Linked DNA regions of Mus musculus: region 1 is linked to region 2. A link is a contact called in public promoter capture Hi-C data. All regions are on one chromosome and are shown on one strand. Each heading gives the region's core, a stretch centred on a gene start, on an enhancer-like site or on the middle of the called end of the contact. The rest is flanking DNA. Distances are from core to core; before and after follow the strand shown. Region 1 has its middle 12 kb from the start of Gm38855. Region 2 overlaps Hmces (5-hydroxymethylcytosine (hmC) binding, ES cell specific).

What was found. Capture Hi-C pulls out chosen DNA fragments and counts their contacts.
Region 1: a promoter capture Hi-C map of liver shows a contact between it and region 2. The contact joins two enhancer-like sites. A contact is called at or near these places in 2 of 115 datasets of contacts at active chromatin or transcription factors (bone marrow-derived macrophages and embryonic stem cells) and 3 of 9 other capture datasets (adipose tissue, liver and pancreatic islet).

The regions. Positions count from the first base shown.
Region 1 is chr6:88,063,826-88,068,538 of GRCm38.p6, forward strand. No RefSeq gene overlaps it. Among named protein-coding and RNA genes, the nearest start is that of Gm38855, 12 kb to the left of the region's middle. Within about 2 kb of position 1,481, at least 75 of the 459 cell types and tissues checked have an H3K27ac peak or open chromatin away from gene starts, as enhancers often do. A contact at or near this core is called in adipose tissue, bone marrow-derived macrophages and liver, where this site is marked.
Region 2 is chr6:87,933,039-87,937,633 of GRCm38.p6, forward strand. Hmces (5-hydroxymethylcytosine (hmC) binding, ES cell specific) reads left to right here. Exons shown (of 7, transcript NM_173737.2): 6 at 204-396; 7 at 3,052-3,576. The coding sequence ends at 3,288. Among named protein-coding and RNA genes, the nearest start is that of Hmces, 21 kb to the left of the region's middle. Within about 2 kb of position 2,188, at least 11 of the 459 cell types and tissues checked have an H3K27ac peak or open chromatin away from gene starts, as enhancers often do. A contact at or near this core is called in adipose tissue, bone marrow-derived macrophages and liver, where this site is marked.

The sequences.
Region 1 (4,713 bases), core at 231-2,730, 130 kb after region 2:
AGACAGAAGCAAAACTACAGAAGCCAAAAGCAAGGTTAGCACATTTAGGGACTTTCCCAGAACTATGGACTTTGATGGATTAGGTATTTATTTTCATTTTGGCAAGTGGTACTGTCTACGTGCTGAATTTTATGACCCTAATGGTATTTCCATCATGGAGTCAGTTGTGCTAAGGTCTGGCTGGGGCCTGTTACATTTGACCCTCCTATTTCCTCTAGGAGTTAAAGTTATAGAGGTTACCTGCCATATCTTGCTTTTACATGCATGCTAGGATTTCAAACTCAGGTCCTGTCCAGTTAGCTTTTAGTGTCAACTTGATACCAAAAGTCACAACCTGTAATCACCTGTGGAAAGGGAACTTCAAGAGAAGCATTGCCCTGTGATGGTGTCTTTGAGAGATCGTCATAACTGATGATTGATGGGGGAGGCCCAGCCTCCTGTGGGAAGCACCACCCCTAGGCAGGCAGCCTGAGCTGTATGAGAAAACTAACTGAGTAGGAGGCAGAGAACAAGCCATAAGCCACCTTCCTCTGTGGCTTCTGCTCCAGGTTCCCTCCTTGAGTTCCTGCCCTGACTTCCCTCAGTGATGGATTGTGATGTAGAAATGTAAAGTGAAACTAACCCTTTCTGTAAGGTGCTTTTGGTCATAGTGTTTACAGGAAAAGCACACTCGAACAGGTTTGTGTGCTTTCATGGCAGATGCTTCGCCAACAGAGCCATTCCCCTGGCCCTCATAACCACAGTTTGTATGTGGTTCTGGCTAATCAAGCAACTGTAGTCACAATCTTTATTTTTTATTTTGTTTTTTGTTCTTTGTTTTTTGAGACAGGGTTTCTCTGTGTAGCCCTGGTTGTCCTGAAACTCACTTTGTAGACCAGACTGGCCTCGAACTCAGAAATCTGCCTGCCTCTGCCTTCCTCGTGCTGGGATTAAAGGTGTGTGCCACCACGTCCGGCTGGAGAGATGTATTTTTTAAGAACATAGATTTGATCAGGAGTGGGGCAGTGAGCAAGATGTAAAATGAATAAGTAACAACAACAACAACAACAGAACATTAATTTATCACTATTGTCTATCTCTCAAATACTTTCTTGACCTCAGGTTCTTTCATGAGGTCAAGCCCTATGAGCACCCCACCCCCACCCCCACCCCCCGCCCAGTAGCACAGAAGCGGCATCAAGAAACCCAGGTGAGAACAACAGGAATCTCTGAAGGACATTGACTTCACGTTTCTGAGGAAATGCACTTTGCCAAGAAGCCCAGAAGCCTGTGGAAGCCACCTCAAACTCCCAGAGGCCAGTGACTGCACAGCTAAGGCTTTGAGGCCTCTGTGAAGCCTTAAGGAGGCTAAGCCCGGGATTCCAAAGAGTCTCAACTGCAAGCTCTACCGACATGCTTTCCAGACTCTCACCAAGCTCAGGAAGCTGATTTGTGGCTTTGCCAACCAAAGAACAAAGCCCAAACCAAAACGGAAGCGGGAGCTCTGGCCTAAGGCCAGGCTTCAGTTCCTGTTCTTGCTCTAACTCCAGCTCAGACTCCTGAAGGTGCCCAGGCCCCTGTGATGGCTACACAGTTAAAGCCTCTATTACCAGTGGACTAAGACAGACTGCCATGACTCCATCTCCCCCACCATTTGAAGATGGCTGGTGTTCTGTACTGTTTTTACAAGTAAATTAGAGGGGAAAAATGTGTTGGGTGTGGATAGATGGCTGAGCACTTATTTGACATGATCATACCTCTGGATTTGACTCCAGTACTAAGAAAGGACGTTGTATACACCCTTTTTCTCTCTCTTCTCTCTCCATTGACTAGAATGGAATATAAGGGCAACCAGAATTTATTTGACATTTACATTTTTTATCTATTTCTTTTTATATGTATAGGTGTTTTTGTCTGCACATATGTCTGTGTACCACGTGTGCATGGTGCCAGTGGAGGTTAGAAGAGGCCATTGGATCCCCAGGGACTGGAGTTACAGACAGTTGTGAGCCACCATGTGGATGCTGACAACCAAACCTGGGTCTTCTGCAAGAGCAGCAAGTCCTCTTAACCACTGAGTGCTCTCTCTCTCTCTCTCTCTCTCTCTCTCTCTCTCTCTCTCTCTCTCTCTCTCTCTCTCTTTCTCTCTCTCTCTCTCTGTAGCTCCAGATAAAATATATCTTAAAAATTAAAAAAAGAAATGTAAGGGGAGGGTAGTTCTCAGGCTCAATCTGTCTCTGAAATGTGTGTAGCATGGCTGTAGCTTTACCGTTCCCCAGGAGATTCCCAACAAACGCTGCAATTATATTTCTTTACTCATTCACCCACTTATTGATTTGTTTTGACACAGGGGTTCACTCTACATAATCCAAAGCAGACCAGAGTTCACTATGTAGCCTAGGAAACCCTCTGCCTCAGCTTTCAGAATGTTGAAGCTCCAGAGCTGTGCCACCACACCAGCATTTTCAGCCTTGAGGAGTCCTAAAGTTAAAAAGGTCGTTAAAGCTGAGGAAGGTGGCACACACTGGTAATAAAGGCTACAAAGTCTTAACAAAAGAACTGCATCTGGGGGCTGCAGAGATGCTGATTGGTTAACAGCACTGCCTGCTCTTCCAGAGGACTGGACCACAACTCCCAGCACACACAAGGCAGCTCACTACTATCTGTAACTCCAGTTCTGATGGCCTCTTCATTCCTCTGTGGGCAGCAGCACTGATGCTGTGCACAGGCATACACACCAGTAACACACACATACACATGTAAAATAATAATAATAATAATAATAATAATAATAATAATAATAATAACAATAACAATAATAATAATAAAAAAAACCAACTACATCTGTCGGTGTTCCCTGCTGGAAGCAAGTGACCAGGTGACAATGTGGGCAAGGAGGTGGAGCACAAGCTGCAGGGTGTGCTTCCCTGACATGTTCACAAAGGAAGCCTGACTAAACTGGAAAGTACAGTTGGTGGCTTCATGTCCCCCTTCATCCTATCTGAAACTGGGCAGTGATGGGGAAGTGTCATAGCCATCTTTGGTCTTAAGGGGACACTTTGAAGATGAAAACCACAGGATAAGGAAGACTGAGCATAAAAGGGACATGGGTCCCAGGCAGCTCCATGGTGACCTCAGTTAGTGAGGAAGAAGAAATGTGGTTCTGGCTGAGGAACTATAGCGTGAGTGCTAGACACGAACCCAGAGCCTTGTGTGTACTTGGCAAGAATTCATGCTTTGGAAGTTGTATTCTATTTTACATGGTATTTTGGTGGTGCTTTAATTTTCTGCATGTTTTAAGACAGAACTTCATGCAACCCAGTCTTACTGTGGGCTCAAACTTACTATATGTAGCTGAAGAAGATCTTGAATATTTGGGCCTCCTGCCTCCATCTCCACATGTTGGGAATACAAATCCTTACACCTGTCTAATGTGCTCTGTCCCTTTTTTTCTCTTTGTTTGTTTCTTTCTCTCTTTCTTATTTTCTTTCCTCCTTCTCTTCTTCCTCCTCCTCACCTTCCTTTTCCTCCTCCTTATTTTTTTTAACATTTATTTATTATTATATGTAAGTACACTGTGGCTGTCTTTAGACACACCAGAAGAGGGTGTCAGATCTCATTATGAATGGTTGTGAGCCACCATGTGGTTACTGGGATTTGAACTCAGGACCTTCAGAAGAACAGTCAGTGCTCTTAACTGCTGAACCATCTCTCAGCCCACCTTCTTTCCTTCCTTCCTTCCTTCCTTCCTTCCTTCCTTCCTTCCTTCCTTCCTTCCTTCCTTCCTTCCTTCTTTCCTCCCTTCCTTCTTTCCTCCCTCCCTCCCTCCCTCCCTCCCTCCCTCCCTCCCTCCCTCCCTTCCTTCCTTTCTTCACAGGTCAGCCTTGCCTCTAGTTCACCATGTAGCTCAAATTGCCCTTGAACTCCGGATTCTGCTAAGCACTAACATCACAGTGTGGTTCACCATTCCCAGATCTTTCCTGCTTCCTGCCTTTTTGGGGTTTAGAGAGTGACACGAGGAATTAAGCCAAGGGTTTCATGCTAGGCAATGCTCTACCATTGAATTATATTATAAGCCACGCTCCCCTCCCTACTTCCCTTTTAACTTGATTTTGAGAGACTCCTACTATGTTGCCCAAGATAGCTTTTAACAGCATTCTCCTGCCTCTTCCTACATAGCTGTGATCACTGGTATGACAACACCAGTCCAGTAATACTCCTTGTCCAGTTTAGTGCATTACTTTGTTTGTTTAAAGATTTATTTATTTATTTTATGTATGTGAGTACATTTGAGCCTTCATGTGGTTGCTGGGAATTGAATTTTTAGGACCTCTAATCACTCTGTTCAACCCTGCTCATTCAGCTCCTGCTTGCTCCCAAAGATTTATTTATTATTCTACATAAGTACACTGTAGCTGACTTCAGATGCACCAGAAGAGGGTGTCAGATCTCATTATGGGTGGTTATGAGCCACCATGTGGTTGCTGGGATTTGAACTCAGGACCTTTGGAAGAGCAGTCAGTGTTCTTACTCACTGAGCCATCTCACCAGCCCATTTGTTTTGTTTTTGTTTTTAAACAGAGTTTCTATGTGTGGCTGTTCTGGAACTCAGTAGACCAGGCTAGACTTGAACTCACAGAGATCTGCCTGCCTCTGCCTCTGCCTCCCAAGTACTGGAATTAAAGGCATGTGCTACCACCACCAGGAACATAGCAGCTTTTTATAGTAACAGAA
Region 2 (4,595 bases), core at 938-3,437:
GTGCCCTTTACTGCCTGTGCCATGAAATTTCAGAAGTTAATGAATGTTGACTCCAGTGCACTATCAGGTTGTATCAGTAACTTGGGGCCACATCCGCATGTGAAAGTGAGGACCGAGAGCCCCTATGATGCCTGAATTATCAACTGACTCAGTTTCTTTCCTTTCTCTACCCTCATCTATTCTTCCATCTGACCCCTGGCCAGGATGCCTGCCATACTAGATGGAGAAGAAGCAGTCTCCAAATGGCTCGACTTTGGTGAGGTCGCCACTCAGGAAGCTCTGAAGCTAATCCACCCCATAGACAATATCACCTTCCATCCAGTTTCTCCAGTGGTGAACAATTCCCGAAACAACACTCCGGAGTGTCTGGCGCCTGCTGACTTGCTGGTTAAGAAGGTAGGGACTGTGACTTGTCTATTCTAAGACTACCGTTGTTCAGAATATGCCCTTGCCTAATCAGAACCTTAATGTTTATTTCATGTCATTTGAATTTTAGACAGGGTCTCATTATGTCTCCCTGGCTGCCCTGGAATTTTGCTGTGTAAACCAGGCTGGCCTCAGACTCACAGTGATCCATCTGTCATAGCCTCCTTATTGCTGGCATTAAAGGCACAAGCCACCATGCCTGCCTTTTTTTTTTCCTAAGATTTTTTTTAAAGATTTACTGTATTTTATTTATGTGTTTTTGTGTGGGTTTGTGCACATGAGTGCAATGGCTGCAAAGTCCAGAAAAGGTCATCTGACCTGGAGCTGGAGTTGCAGGCAGGCAGTTGTGAGCTGCCCAATATGAGTGCCTGTAAATAAACCCTGGTCTTCTGCAAGAACAGCAAGCGCATCACTGCTGAGCCAACTCTCCAACACCTGCAGTCAGATTTTTGTTTTGTTTGAGACAAGGTCTCACTGTGTTGCTTTGGCTGGACTAGAACATGCCAGGTGGCCTCAGAGATCTGCCTGCCTCTGACACACACCTAAGTGCTGGGATTAAAGGCGTGCACCACCTTGTCTGGCCAGCATTTTCATTCACTTTAAGCTCCCAAGAGCTCTCATACTCTTTGGAAGGTGAGCATAACAGTGATAGTCAGATTCTACCCTGACTTAACCCTAACAGAAACGCTTTCAAAGTAATTGCCGGGGCCGCAGTGCCACTCAGTAATGGGTGCTTACATGTCTATCATGTTAAGAGCCCTGGGTTGCCGGGCGTGGTGGTGCACACCTTTTATCCCGGCACCAGGGAGGCAGAAGCAGGCGGATTTGAGTTCGAGGCCAGCCTGGTCTACAAAGTGCGTTCCAGGACAGCCAGGGCTATACAGAGAAACCCTGTCTCGAAAAACCAAAAAAAAAAAAAAAAGAGGCCCTGGGTTAAGAGAATAAAAAAGAGTTTCAGACAGTTAAATGCTGGAACCTGTTCAGATATGTAAAATAAGTATCCAAACGAAATTGGCTTTCTATGTCCTTAAGAATCTCCCTGATGAGTCTAGGATCCAATATATAGAGTAAATGTGAGAAAGTTTTAAATCTGTTTCCAGCTATGATTCTTTTTCTTCTTTTGTGTGTTCATATCTCTATATGTGCAAGTGTAGGAAGTGTAGGTGTATATGCACACTCATGTGCACGTTAGAGGTCAGAGGACAACTTCAGATACCATCTTCAGAAACACTGAATCCACTAGCCTAGAGCTCACCAATTAGGCTAAACTAGCCAGAGAGCCTGAAGGATCCTTCTGTGACTCCTCAGCTCTGGCCTTACACGTGTGTGCCACCATGCCCAGCATATTTATGCAGATGCTAGGGCTTGAACCCTGGTCCTCACACTTGCAAAGACAGTGCTTTCCTGACTGAGCAGGCTGTCTCTGCCACCCAAACATGATTTTTTGATGTACTATTTTAACAACTACAAGTTGGAGGATCTCCAGTCCTCTTCTCTCCCAGATTACCTGAGAGCCTTCTTGCAATGCTCTGTAACTTCTCAGCAGTTAGCGAGGATCCAGGTGATTTGTCTTGAAGGAACTTAAGTGGGCAAATGCCTGCAGTGGGAAGGGAACGTCCACATCAGAGAGCTGGCCCTGCTGACATACAGAAACAGCTCTCATCTCTCTGTGGCATGGAGGGACTCCATGGTACAGGACTCTTAGAATGCCGGGGCAGTATCCAAGGACTGTGAGGACCAGCTGGCCTCCCACATTTCCCCTGGAGGTTCTTGTTTTCCACACTGTGGTCACGTGACCCTCACTGCTTTGCTCTTGCCTAATTTCTCTGAAATATTTTGCAATCCCAACACTGAATTTTTTTCCTCTAAAACTTTAATTATGGGGCCAGCAAGAGAGCTCACCAGGTAAGGCACTTGTCGTCAGTCTGACAGCGTGAGCTCTATATTTGATTCTCTTAATCCATCCTGCAAGTTATCCTGTGGTCTCTATATACAAACTGTGTACATACATAATAAATGAAAATATAAGGTTTAAATGTAATTACATAATTCACCTTGGACTGGACAGCTACTCGTTTTGTTTTGTTTTTTTTAAAGACAGGGCTTCTCTGTTGTATCTCTGGCTGTCCTAAAGCTGAGTCTGTAGAGTAGGCTAGCCTTGAACTCAGAGATCCACCTGCCTCTGACACCCAAGTGCTGGGATTAAAGGAGTGCGCCACTATGGCCCAGCTATGGTAATCTATTTCTATCATGGTCTATACTCTTTGATGTCACCTCACAGAGAACTTCTCATTTCAGGACTAGGTGTGACACATAGGCAGCAGAAGGAGTAGTAACAGTCAAGACATACTAAGCAGGGGAACCATTGAGCCTGACTGTGGTGGCAGCCTCCCATCCCTAGCCACTGAGTCGCGTCATTCTCTGCATTTTTGGAAGACTCTCCAGCTCCACACTGACTCCTGTGCTCTGATCTTTAAGTGCTTCCCTACCCTGGGCACTCACAGCCGTCTTTATTTGCACCCTTCGTAACACTATACCAGCATCGACTGGGGCTGGGGTGGGACATGCTTCTTCCTTCACACTGGTATTCAACCCTGCATGCTATGGGAATTTTCTCTCTCCTAGGAGCCCAAGGCAAATGGCAGCAGTCAAAGGATGATGCAGTGGCTGGCTACAAAGTCACCCAAAAAGGAAGTCCCTGACTCACCCAAAAAGGATGCATCAGGTCTACCCCAGTGGTCCAGCCAGTTTCTCCAGAAGAGCCCATTGCCTGCTAAAAGAGGTGCTACCAGCAGCTTCCTGGATCGATGGCTGAAGCAGGAGAAGGAGGATGAGCCCATGGCCAAGAAGCCTAACAGCTAGGCTCCATACCAGGCCTCAGCCTGATACAGCATTACTGTTGTCACCAGTTGACTGGAATTGTAACCTTTTACTTGGGAATGTGGTGGCCCAATGTCAGCTGACCTGAAAGAACATGGCTACCGTGAGACAGCCCTGTGGGCCCTGCTACCCCTCCTATTTCTGCCTCCCTGCTGGGAGCTTTCCTGTTCCCTGGTGTTCCACGAAGGAGGCTCTTCTCAGTCTCTGGGCTCTCCTTTAGAGTTAAGGTCTTAAAATGTATTTTGTCCTAAATAAACTGCGTTTGGTAAACCTTGGCTGGCAAGAGTTCTGGCTCTCACCCAGTATTTCCTGGTATTTGTTTTAAAGTATGAGTTTTACCATAAAAGGGTGGGCCACTGGGGCCTTCAAAGAGTCAGTTTAGTGTCGGCAGCCACACTTTTAATACTTCAAAATTCTTCTGGGTTTAGTTTAAAACCAACCTAAGTGAAGTAGCTGAGTGATTTGGGGAAGATTTGGAGAATCGTTGGGTACAGAGGCCTTCAAGACCCTTAAGGTGAGAAGGCCTCAGAAGTTGCGCGGGCACAGGGGCATGGAGGCAGGTGGGTATGCGACCCAGAGTGCTAGAGGAGTAGCTCCCACCACTCAGCTCTTTGCTCTGTGGAGCCCCCTTGTCTTTCCTTGGCACCAAATCACTTCGTAATGAGTTGTTTGGGATGTTATTTCCCTTGGCAAGTAAAGAACTTTTATCCACGGTTTGTCCTGGTAACAAAAAGTCAAAGTATAAGCCGGGTGTGGTGGCGCACGCCTTTAATCCCAGCACTCGGGAGGCAGAGGCAGGCGGATTTCTGAGTTCGAGGCCAGCGTGGTCTACAAAGTGAGTTCCAGGACAGCCAGGGCTACACAGAAAAACCCTGTCTCAAAAACAAAAAAAAAGTCAAAGTAGTTGACCAGGCGCCGTCCGTTTAATCATGTTAGTCCAATTTTAGTGTCATTGCTGTGTAAGCGAGAGCAGGTGCAATGTTGCGTGCGGTCCTGTGTGCCTCCACTCCAGCACACCATGTAAGTACGAAGTACAGGCGCTCCCGAGGGCTGTCTCTGCCAAAAGGGCTGTGGTCTCTGCCAGGCCTCTCGACAACCCCTTAGTGCAGAGAGAGAGAGGGCAGCTGGAGGCCACGGCTCCCATAAGAACCGCTCATGTGTAGATAGGGACATAGAAACCAGGGCATGGTCTGCTCCTGCAGAGGCAGCTGCAGCTGAGTGGGAGGGATCCTGGGATGCGCACTGGCCTCGGTTTATGCAAATTAGGGGTCGGGTTTCCACCAATCCTA